Regions from separate parts of the Cricetulus griseus genome. Here all the other regions are linked to region 1. The links are chromatin contacts, called in public Hi-C and Micro-C maps. All regions are on one chromosome and are shown on one strand. The core of a region is the stretch at or near the end of the contact, and the rest is flanking DNA. Distances in the headings are between cores, read along the strand shown. Region 1 holds the start of Sik2 (serine/threonine-protein kinase SIK2). Region 2 holds the start of Ppp2r1b (serine/threonine-protein phosphatase 2A 65 kDa regulatory subunit A beta isoform). Region 3 holds the start of LOC103160929.

What was found. Hi-C and Micro-C count contacts between places; a contact is called where the count stands out from the background.
Region 2: a contact with region 1 is called in a Micro-C map of the CHO-K1 cell line, with 3 times the contacts expected there. The contact joins the promoter of Ppp2r1b here to the promoter of Sik2 in region 1. A contact is called at or near these places in 4 of 8 Hi-C or Micro-C datasets (the CHO-K1 cell line, fibroblasts and liver).
Region 3: a Hi-C map of the CHO-K1 cell line shows a contact between it and region 1, with 8 times the contacts expected there. The contact joins the promoter of LOC103160929 here to the promoter of Sik2 in region 1. A contact is called at or near these places in 3 of 8 Hi-C or Micro-C datasets (the CHL-YN cell line and the CHO-K1 cell line).

Annotation. Positions count from the first base shown.
Region 1 is chr4:162,761,679-162,764,378 of CriGri-PICRH-1.0, forward strand. Sik2 (serine/threonine-protein kinase SIK2) reads right to left here and starts at 1,426. Exons shown (of 16, transcript XM_027412165.2): 1 at 1,121-1,426. The coding sequence starts at 1,255.
Region 2 is chr4:162,627,195-162,629,894 of CriGri-PICRH-1.0, forward strand. Ppp2r1b (serine/threonine-protein phosphatase 2A 65 kDa regulatory subunit A beta isoform) reads left to right here and starts at 1,432. Exons shown (of 15, transcript XM_035443692.1): 1 at 1,432-1,590; 2 at 2,348-2,438. The coding sequence starts at 1,477.
Region 3 is chr4:162,894,812-162,897,511 of CriGri-PICRH-1.0, forward strand. LOC103160929 reads right to left here and starts at 1,446. Exons shown (of 17, transcript XM_027412173.2): 1 at 1,241-1,446; 2 at 382-717; 3 at 1-22. The coding sequence starts at 1,409.

The DNA of each region.
Region 1 (2,700 bases), core at 176-2,675:
GAAAAAATGAACACATGTCAGACATATCCTCCTTTATAAAAATGGACACGAAGCAAAACTTCTAAGTACTACTGCTAAGAAAACACTCAGGCTTTTAAATGCCCTTAACCTTACGTAAGTCTTCCGTGGGGGGGGGGCGTTTAAGTTCTACATTCAAAGGCTAGAACGTTCTTAAGAAATGTACTAGGGAAAAAACCCGGACGAGATGAAATTTGGGGAGACAAACTGAAAACCGGTGAAACTACAGTGGAAATCATAAGGCAGAATAGAGTACGTCAAAACCACTAGGTTGTAGTCTAAAAAAACGGTTTTGTTTCGATCGTTTTTTTCCAAGGTATTTAATTTGCACGTCTTAAAATAGAGACCCCGAGGAGAGCAGCTTGAGGCAATGGAAGGAAGGGGGTGGGCTAGGTAAGAACAGAGACTCGGGGAGAAAATATGTGCGGTGCATTAGAATGCACCATGGAGGGGGATGCTGGAGTCACTGTAAGGAAGCAGTTGAGGGCTTTCTGAGTAGTCCATCTGATGTGGCTTAAGGAATGCGTGCTTGGAGTCAGTATGCACACCTGGTAAAGGGACAACCTCAGACGACGGTGCAGAGCTGAGATGACCATTTTCAACCAGTTCTATTGTCTGGAGTATTAGATATACCTCCGGCAAGAGATCAAGCCAGTCAGGCACCAAATCAGAGACCCTGCGGGCCCAAAGCAAAGAAAATAGACAGCGGTCCGTCCGCACCGGTCGGGTCCGCGGCGCCCCCTCTTCGCCTAGCAGCGAGGGACTCCTGATTAGGGTCGCGCTACGTGTCCGCCAAGTCCAGGAGCTGCCGGTCCCCTTCTCCCGCCGGCGACGTTGGTCCCCGCGCGGACCTGGAGCATCGAGACTTCCCCTCCCACCCCACCCCCAGCCGAAAGCCGGGAAGACGCGGAACTTGGGCTTGGGAGCAGAGGCCACAGACCAGGTCCCCGGGTGGGAGGCTCGGGACGGAAGCCTGTGTGGCTTCCCAGGGACAACCCACCCCCCCGATCTGCACCCCGCGGTCCCCACAGAGCCAGGCCCGCCGTTCCCCGCCCGGGGCGCAACCATGCCACGCTCCCGCCGAACCCCGGTGGTGCCGCACCTCCGTCTTGGTGATCCGGTGCCGCCCCAGCTTCACCACGGCGAAGTTGCCCTTGCCCAGCGTGCCCTCGATGTCGTAGAACCCCACCCGGACCGGCCCGCGCTGCAAGTGCCTCGGGCCATCCGCCATGACCATGCTGGGCCCCCGCTGCAGGACACGGCGACTGGAGCGCGAACGAGCGGGCCGGCGCGAAGCGGCGCTGAGCAGGCAGGAGGGCGGCGGGCGGCGCGGCTGGGTTCTGGGCGACGGCCGCAGTGCTCGCTCCGGCGCTGCTTCCCTCCCGCCCCACAGGGCCCAGCCAGGCGCGCGCCGGCGCTGACGTGAGCCGACGTCAGGGGGCCGGGGCAGGGGACGGGGGCGGGCCTCCACCGGTCACCATAGCTACCGCGGCAGCTCCGACGTCGGTGGCGGGAGGGAGGGGCGGCGCGCGGCTCCGGCGGGCACTGTGCTTCCGGCCGCGGCGCCCTCTCCTCAGCCTACTCCGGCCTCGCCGGGGCCGGGGGCGGGGTCGCCGTCTGCTCCGCCCCCTTCCTGCTGCCTTCCAGCAGAAGGGCAAGAGCGAGCCCTGGTGGGCCGAGCGGAGGGTGCAGCGTGCCGCCTGCGCGTGGCCTGTAGGGTCGCCTAGCGTTCTCCGCCCGCCTGCGGCCCTTCCCGCCAAAAGCTCGCCCGCAGGAAGACTGCTGCGCTAAATTTGGAGCCCGAGGAACACCGTGGCTGAGCAACACGTTGCTCACAGCCTCTTTTCTTTGTGTTCTTTTTAGCCCTCCTGCTCGTTACTATCTAAGTCTCTCCACTTTTTGACGTCTGTGAGGATTTCTACTCACAGCAATCGGCCACTTACAAAAAAAAGAGAAAAAAAAAAAAAGAAAGAAAGAAAAAGTCAGCTCTGAAGAGACCCTAGAGATGACTTAAATCCGGAATTCGAAGCCGGGAACCCCTGAAACGTAGGCACAGTTTTACATATTTGAGAGGAGAGGTGACTATATCTTATGCCATACTTCCTCAAACTGTTAGGGAATTTGTAAACGCTTAGAAACTATTCAATTTATTTCCAGATGATGCAGCAGGTTGCTAGAATGGAGGGAGTTGCTACACAGGTAATGCTAGAATTCTAATCATAAATTATCACACCAGTATTCCATACGGTGACCTAAGTAAGCAGCGACATTTTAGTATCTTAAATATATGCGTCCAGACCTTGGTTCCCGGTTATACATTCTCCATGAAAAGGAACCCAATTTGCTGGGAGTAATGACTCAGTCCAAGGCAGCCAGGGAAAGTATGAGACACCCTTGAAAGAACTTATATGAGTAAGCAAGGAGATTTTTTTTTGTATACAACAGAAAGAATGTGTCAAAAGAGAATACAGCTTGAAGGGACTCATCATTGCCAAATCTGAACAAACTGCGCATCAGAAATGAACAATTTGGAAATAATAGTAATATTATAGTAATAGAAATAACAGTAATATTACTTTCACATTTTATTTATTTTTTTATAGAAGTCATCGGATAAACTGTGGGAGCTGGTTCTCTATTTCCACTATGTGGGTCCTAGAAAAATGGAACTCAAGCGGTCAG
Region 2 (2,700 bases), core at 182-2,681, 130 kb before region 1:
GCTCAGTGGATAAAGGTGTGTGTGCCACCAAGCCTGACAAACCTGAGTTCAGCTACTGGAACCCAGGTGGTAAAAAGAGATAACCCACTATGCAAGTTGTCCTCTGACCATATGTGTTCAGTGGCTTATGTGTGTACACAACACACACACACACACACACACACACACACACACACACACGTTTTTATAATTTAAAAAAAGTCAACCCAGTAGTCCAGCCGGTGCCTTATGGGAATCCAAAAGTTATCAAAATAAAAATAAAATGAAAGCCTTCAAGCATACATTCACAGACCCACTTTGAGAAAAGAAAACAAAAACCAAAACTGCTGAAGTCTGTTGGTTTTCGAGCTTTGACTACTAAAGACTGTTTCCTGCTAAGAGTCCCATATTTTAAAAACAAAAACAAAAAACAAACCCTTACCTCCTAAATTGCATTTATTAGTAACTTAACAATTTCATTAAGGCACAGAATAGTGTCATTTGAGAACTTGTGATGGTCGTACAGAACTACCAATCTAAGCTGCTTCATCTTAGTCTAAAACATGAAAAGACAGGGCATTCAAGTTACTTGGTGCAATTACAGAGGGCAAGTGAAAACTTAATCCTTTAAGTTCTGTAAGAAACAACGCCCAGGACCACCTCCTCTTGAGGTCCTCTAGGAGGACTTCTGGAGGTCTAGGGAGGCCGGTCCTTCCACCCCACCGAACCCGGGGAGATTAAAACTGTGCATAGTTAAGCTTGGTGGTTGGGCTTCTTGCTGTAGAGCAGTGAAAAAAGGAAGACAATACAACAGAAGGCGCCATTCCAGTACCACACTGAAAAGAAACACAAAAACAAGAGAGCATGTTTTAAACAACTTGCGTGGAAAAAATATTGACTGGGGAGTTTGGACAGCACTGTTCATTTTCCCTCACCGCACTCATTATTTGTCTTAAGTAGGAGGAGCCAGCCACGATTTTGGCAAACAGGCCAGAGGAAGAGCTGGAGGGGTTGTGTGGAGGCTTCTCGCCCAGGGGGAAATCAGGGCTCAGACCCAGTGGCTCCAGGCCACCATGAAACTGGGGGAGGTGCTAAAGTTTCTTCCTCCTGGCCTAGGGTACAGTCTCTGGCCTGGAGTTCTACTGAGGTTCGGCACCCATCACTCAGGCAGACCCCTCTCCTTCAGAGCACAGCGAGCAGAGGATGAATCCCTGCCCATGTTTCTTTCGGCTGAGGAAAGGATGCAGGGGTTCCATTGGTATTCTCAGCCCGCCCTTCTTCTGGAGTTCAGACCTCCAGTTTCAGCAATGGGGGTCAGGACGGAGCCTCTGCGCCCAGGCTAAAAACTCGACTCCTTTGCTTCCCCAGAGCCGGCCGATTGGATTTAGCCCCGCCTTCCCGGGCGTGGGGCGTGGCCGGGGCGTGGGGCGTGGCCGGGGCGCGGGGCGTGGCCGGGGCGCGGGGCGTACGGCGGCGACAAGCCAGAGGAGAAAGAACATGGCGGGCGCAGCGGGGCCCGGGGCCGGTCCGGGTGCAGCCGGCGGAGATGGAGATGATTCGCTCTACCCGATCGCGGTTTTAATCGACGAGCTCCGCAATGAGGACGTGCAGGTACTAGGCTGGGGCTGGGGAGTCGAGGAGAGGGCGGAGGCGCACATGGTGGAGAAGCGGGAAGGCCGGCTCAGCCGTGGGGGCGGCCCCGGGGACGGCAGAGCTGTATTCAGCGCTCGTAGGGGACGGGGTGGCGGAGGCTCCGTGGTGGTCCGCCTGGACTCCCAGCAGCTCGACCTCGAGCCTCTGGGGTGGTGGCACCCGGCTGCTCCGGCAGTGGGCGGGGAGCCAAGCCAGTTCCCGCCTCCGGTGGACGAGCACCGGTGGGTTGCTGGTGGGTTGCGGGGCCGCCCGGGAGCGGAGGAGCGGCCCGGGCACCAGGCTGCCTTTGAAGCGCTGCGGAGTGCCTGTCTCTGCTGGCAAACTGGCCTGGCTAGTTGGGTGGGAAGAGCGCCACAGCTGATTAACACAGATGAGTGGTGCATCAGTTGTGATGGAACTTTTCTCTGAAAAGGGAGGAGTTGTGTTTAACCGTTTCACCTGCTTCCTTCGGTCCAGAGTTCTCTCTTTTCAGAATCTCTCACTGCCCGCGTGTTTTCATTCATTCATTTCTTTCCCGGCCCTTCAGTGTTCTCCCTAGGATAGCCTCTGGCTAATGACGTGTTTAAACGGTCCTTGAGTTATTTTAGGAATAAGATCTAAGTGAAAGACTCATCCTCGTTATATACTGTATACCAGTGTTTCACCTATTTGCTTCTTTTGACCTGAATTGCAACCATCTCTTTGCTTTGTTCTTCTTCCCACTTTATTTTTGAAGCTCCGTCTCAACAGTATCAAGAAGTTATCTACTATTGCTTTAGCACTCGGAGTGGAAAGGACTCGAACTGAACTGCTGCCTTTCCTTACAGGTATGTGTCCTTTAAAGAAAGCCATTTTCCATTGGCTTTCAAACTGTTTTTAGTTTGTTACGTAGTGTAGCAATAAGTACTAGAAGGAGCAGGTGCCTTCTGCAATGTGTATAGAAAAAAATGTTAAGCCAGACATACTCAAACATAAGGCATGTAACTAATGGGAAGGTAGTTGACATGGGATATTAATTTCTTAGTAATTCTGTGAAACATTCATGAAGACTTCTGATTTAGACAAGGAAGACAATACTATTTAGAATTG
Region 3 (2,700 bases), core at 196-2,695, 130 kb after region 1:
CCTCCCACTGCAAGCACCTGACCTGGAAGCAAGACACCTAAAAGGTTAGGTAGGAAAGAGATCCTTGGTAGTATAAATATGCAAGGCAAGGCATATGGGAGAAGAAAGACGACAAAAGTGAGCTGTAGCAGGGCCATGCAGTACCAAGGACAAGAACAAGGGGAGTATGTGGTACTGGCAGGAAGAGCTGCCCTCTTGGGTTTACTTCTACTGTAAAATCATCTTGGGGATGCTTAACAGAGAGGCAGAGGCAGAGCGGAAAGAGAGGATGGGGCATAGTTTCCAGCCTGGCCAGAGCAAGAGGAAGTTGGAGGCTGGGAGAAATTGGGCATCCAGGCCAGACAGGGACAACAGGGTGGAAGAGACCAAAGGTTGCCAGACCTGTGTGTTCATCCAGCCCAACGCCTAGAATTGGCACGATGCCTCCTGTGACTGGGTCCTTCATGGGGCCCCCCAACTCCAAAGGGGCCAATGTCTTGGTGAGAGGATTGCAGTATGTCCCTCCAAGAGTGAGCCACTGCCTTGTTTGGGGGTGCAGAGTCACAGCAAGCACAGGCACTTCGATGCCTGTGATGGGGTCAGACATGAGAGCCCCCAGCTGTGATGTTCTTCTTGGCTGTAGGGTAGGCAGGCGAGTGGCTGGAGGGCAACCTGTCACAGGACTTGTTGGGTAGGGCAAGTAGGGGAGAACAGCAACCTCTGATGTTCGGACAACATCTGGATAGGGAGACAGGGAGGTATGGGTACCCATCTACTTGCCAGCCTCCCCGCCTGCCTCTTCCCCTCCCCCACCCATTCTACAGATCAGGGGAAAAAAAGTAGCTGTGAACACCTGTTCTCATTTGTTGAACAGTTTTCTGCCCCCCTTTTTTGGACAGGGTATACAGGCTCTGTATAGCCCTGGCTGGCCTTGAACTCGCTTTGTAGAGCAGGCTGGCCTCAAACTCACAAGAGATCTGCCTGCCTCTGCCCCCCAAGTGTTGGATAAAAGGCTTGTGCCACCTGAATCCAGTGGAAATAGTAAGAGGAGGAGGAGGAGGAGGAGGAGGAGGAGGAGGAGGAGGAGGAGGAGAAAGAGGTGTTTACTAGTTTGCTAGTCATCAAGACCCCTGTCCAAGAATAGAGCCCTGCTGCCTGGGCTGTGGTCCCTGGGTATTCATTCTTGAGGTCCCCAGGGAGCTCTGCCCTGTCTCTGAAACCCAAAGTAAGGTTGGGGCTAGTTAGTGGGCCAGGGTCTTACCTGCATTATAGTCAGTAATGGGTATCAGGGCTGCCTTCAGCAGATCATATCCCAGGTGTCCAGTCTGAGGCAGCACACGCCCAGTGTCAGGGTGGATAAAGTAGCCAGGGGGTATGGGCCCCATGTGGCCACTGACTGGGAGCATCATACAGTTGGGCCCAGGAACCATTAACTTGGTGACAGGATTCACGATGATGTCATCAGGACACGCTGAGGCTGCAGGAAAGCAAAGGCTGCCTGCTGGGCCTCCCCTGAGGTGATTAGGGAAGGCTACAAGTCTTCATGGTGACAGGAAGAAGTTAGCAAGAACTTCACCCCAGTCCCACAAGGATGGTGCTCCCCAGGACAGAGGCCTTGTTTTTTTTGCTTTTCCCTTGGAATGCACCACTGAGATCTCGTCAGACTACAGGCTGGTTGGGGGTCCTTTGGGGAAAGGTATGTGGGTATCGAGTTGGGGGTGGGAATTTCCAGAACTCAGCATACTTTTAAATCACCAAGGGATATCTTTTCCAGGCAAATCCAACACTTTCCAAAATTGATGGTTCACATTTATACCTGGCTTTTACTTTAAAGAACTATCACGTGGTCTGCAAAGCTGTCATTTGTATGATTTCCTTCTCTGGCCTCCCTATTTCTGAACTTCCCTATTCTATTTTGTGTGGGGTCATTGAACAGGAACCCCCTCCCAACCCCCGGGGCACTCAACTGCTTTGCAATCCCCTCAACGCTCCCTGCTGCAGGTGCCTTAGGGGCAGAACTTGAGTTTCTGTGGTGCCTGTCACCCGGAATGCAGGGACTAATTTCAAGGCAGAGACCAGCTCCCCGAAGACCCCAGATGAGTCCAAGTGGGGCTTACCTGGCTGTAGCAGCTCCGCCCCTGTGCCAGTGCCCAGGAAGCCCCAGGCCTTCAAGCGGTGGCCTTCTTGCAGCATGGCCTGGGACAAGTGGCCCAGCAGTATGTCCAGCTGAGAAGGCACCCTGCAGAGACACAGGACATGACAGGGTGGTCAAAGGGCAGAGATAATGAGGCATGGGAAAAGGACACGTTAGTATGGTTACTTCTGGGACCCTGTGAAGTCATACTCATTCCTTCCCTAAAAGCCTGACTCAGGTTAACCAGGTACATACCCCTTGGGGCTTTGCCCAGGCTGGGGGGACTTCCCTGGGTTAGAGCTTGAAGGTGTCTTTAGCAGCCACTGAGCTTCCATCAACGCGGAGCAGAAAGAGGCCCACTGGCCCTGCCTGGCACAGAGGTCTTGGTGAAGGAGCTCCAGCTGGTGACTAAGGCTTGCTGCATACTGGCCTGCCAGGCTTTGCCTCCGCTTAGACTCTTCCTCTGCAGCCAGGGCCACTGCCTCAGCAGCCTGGGTCAAAGACACTTTGACTTGTTTACCAGTAGGGATTCAGTCACCCAGGACAGCGACTTTGGGAACTATACACCCAGCTTCCTTTGGAACTCC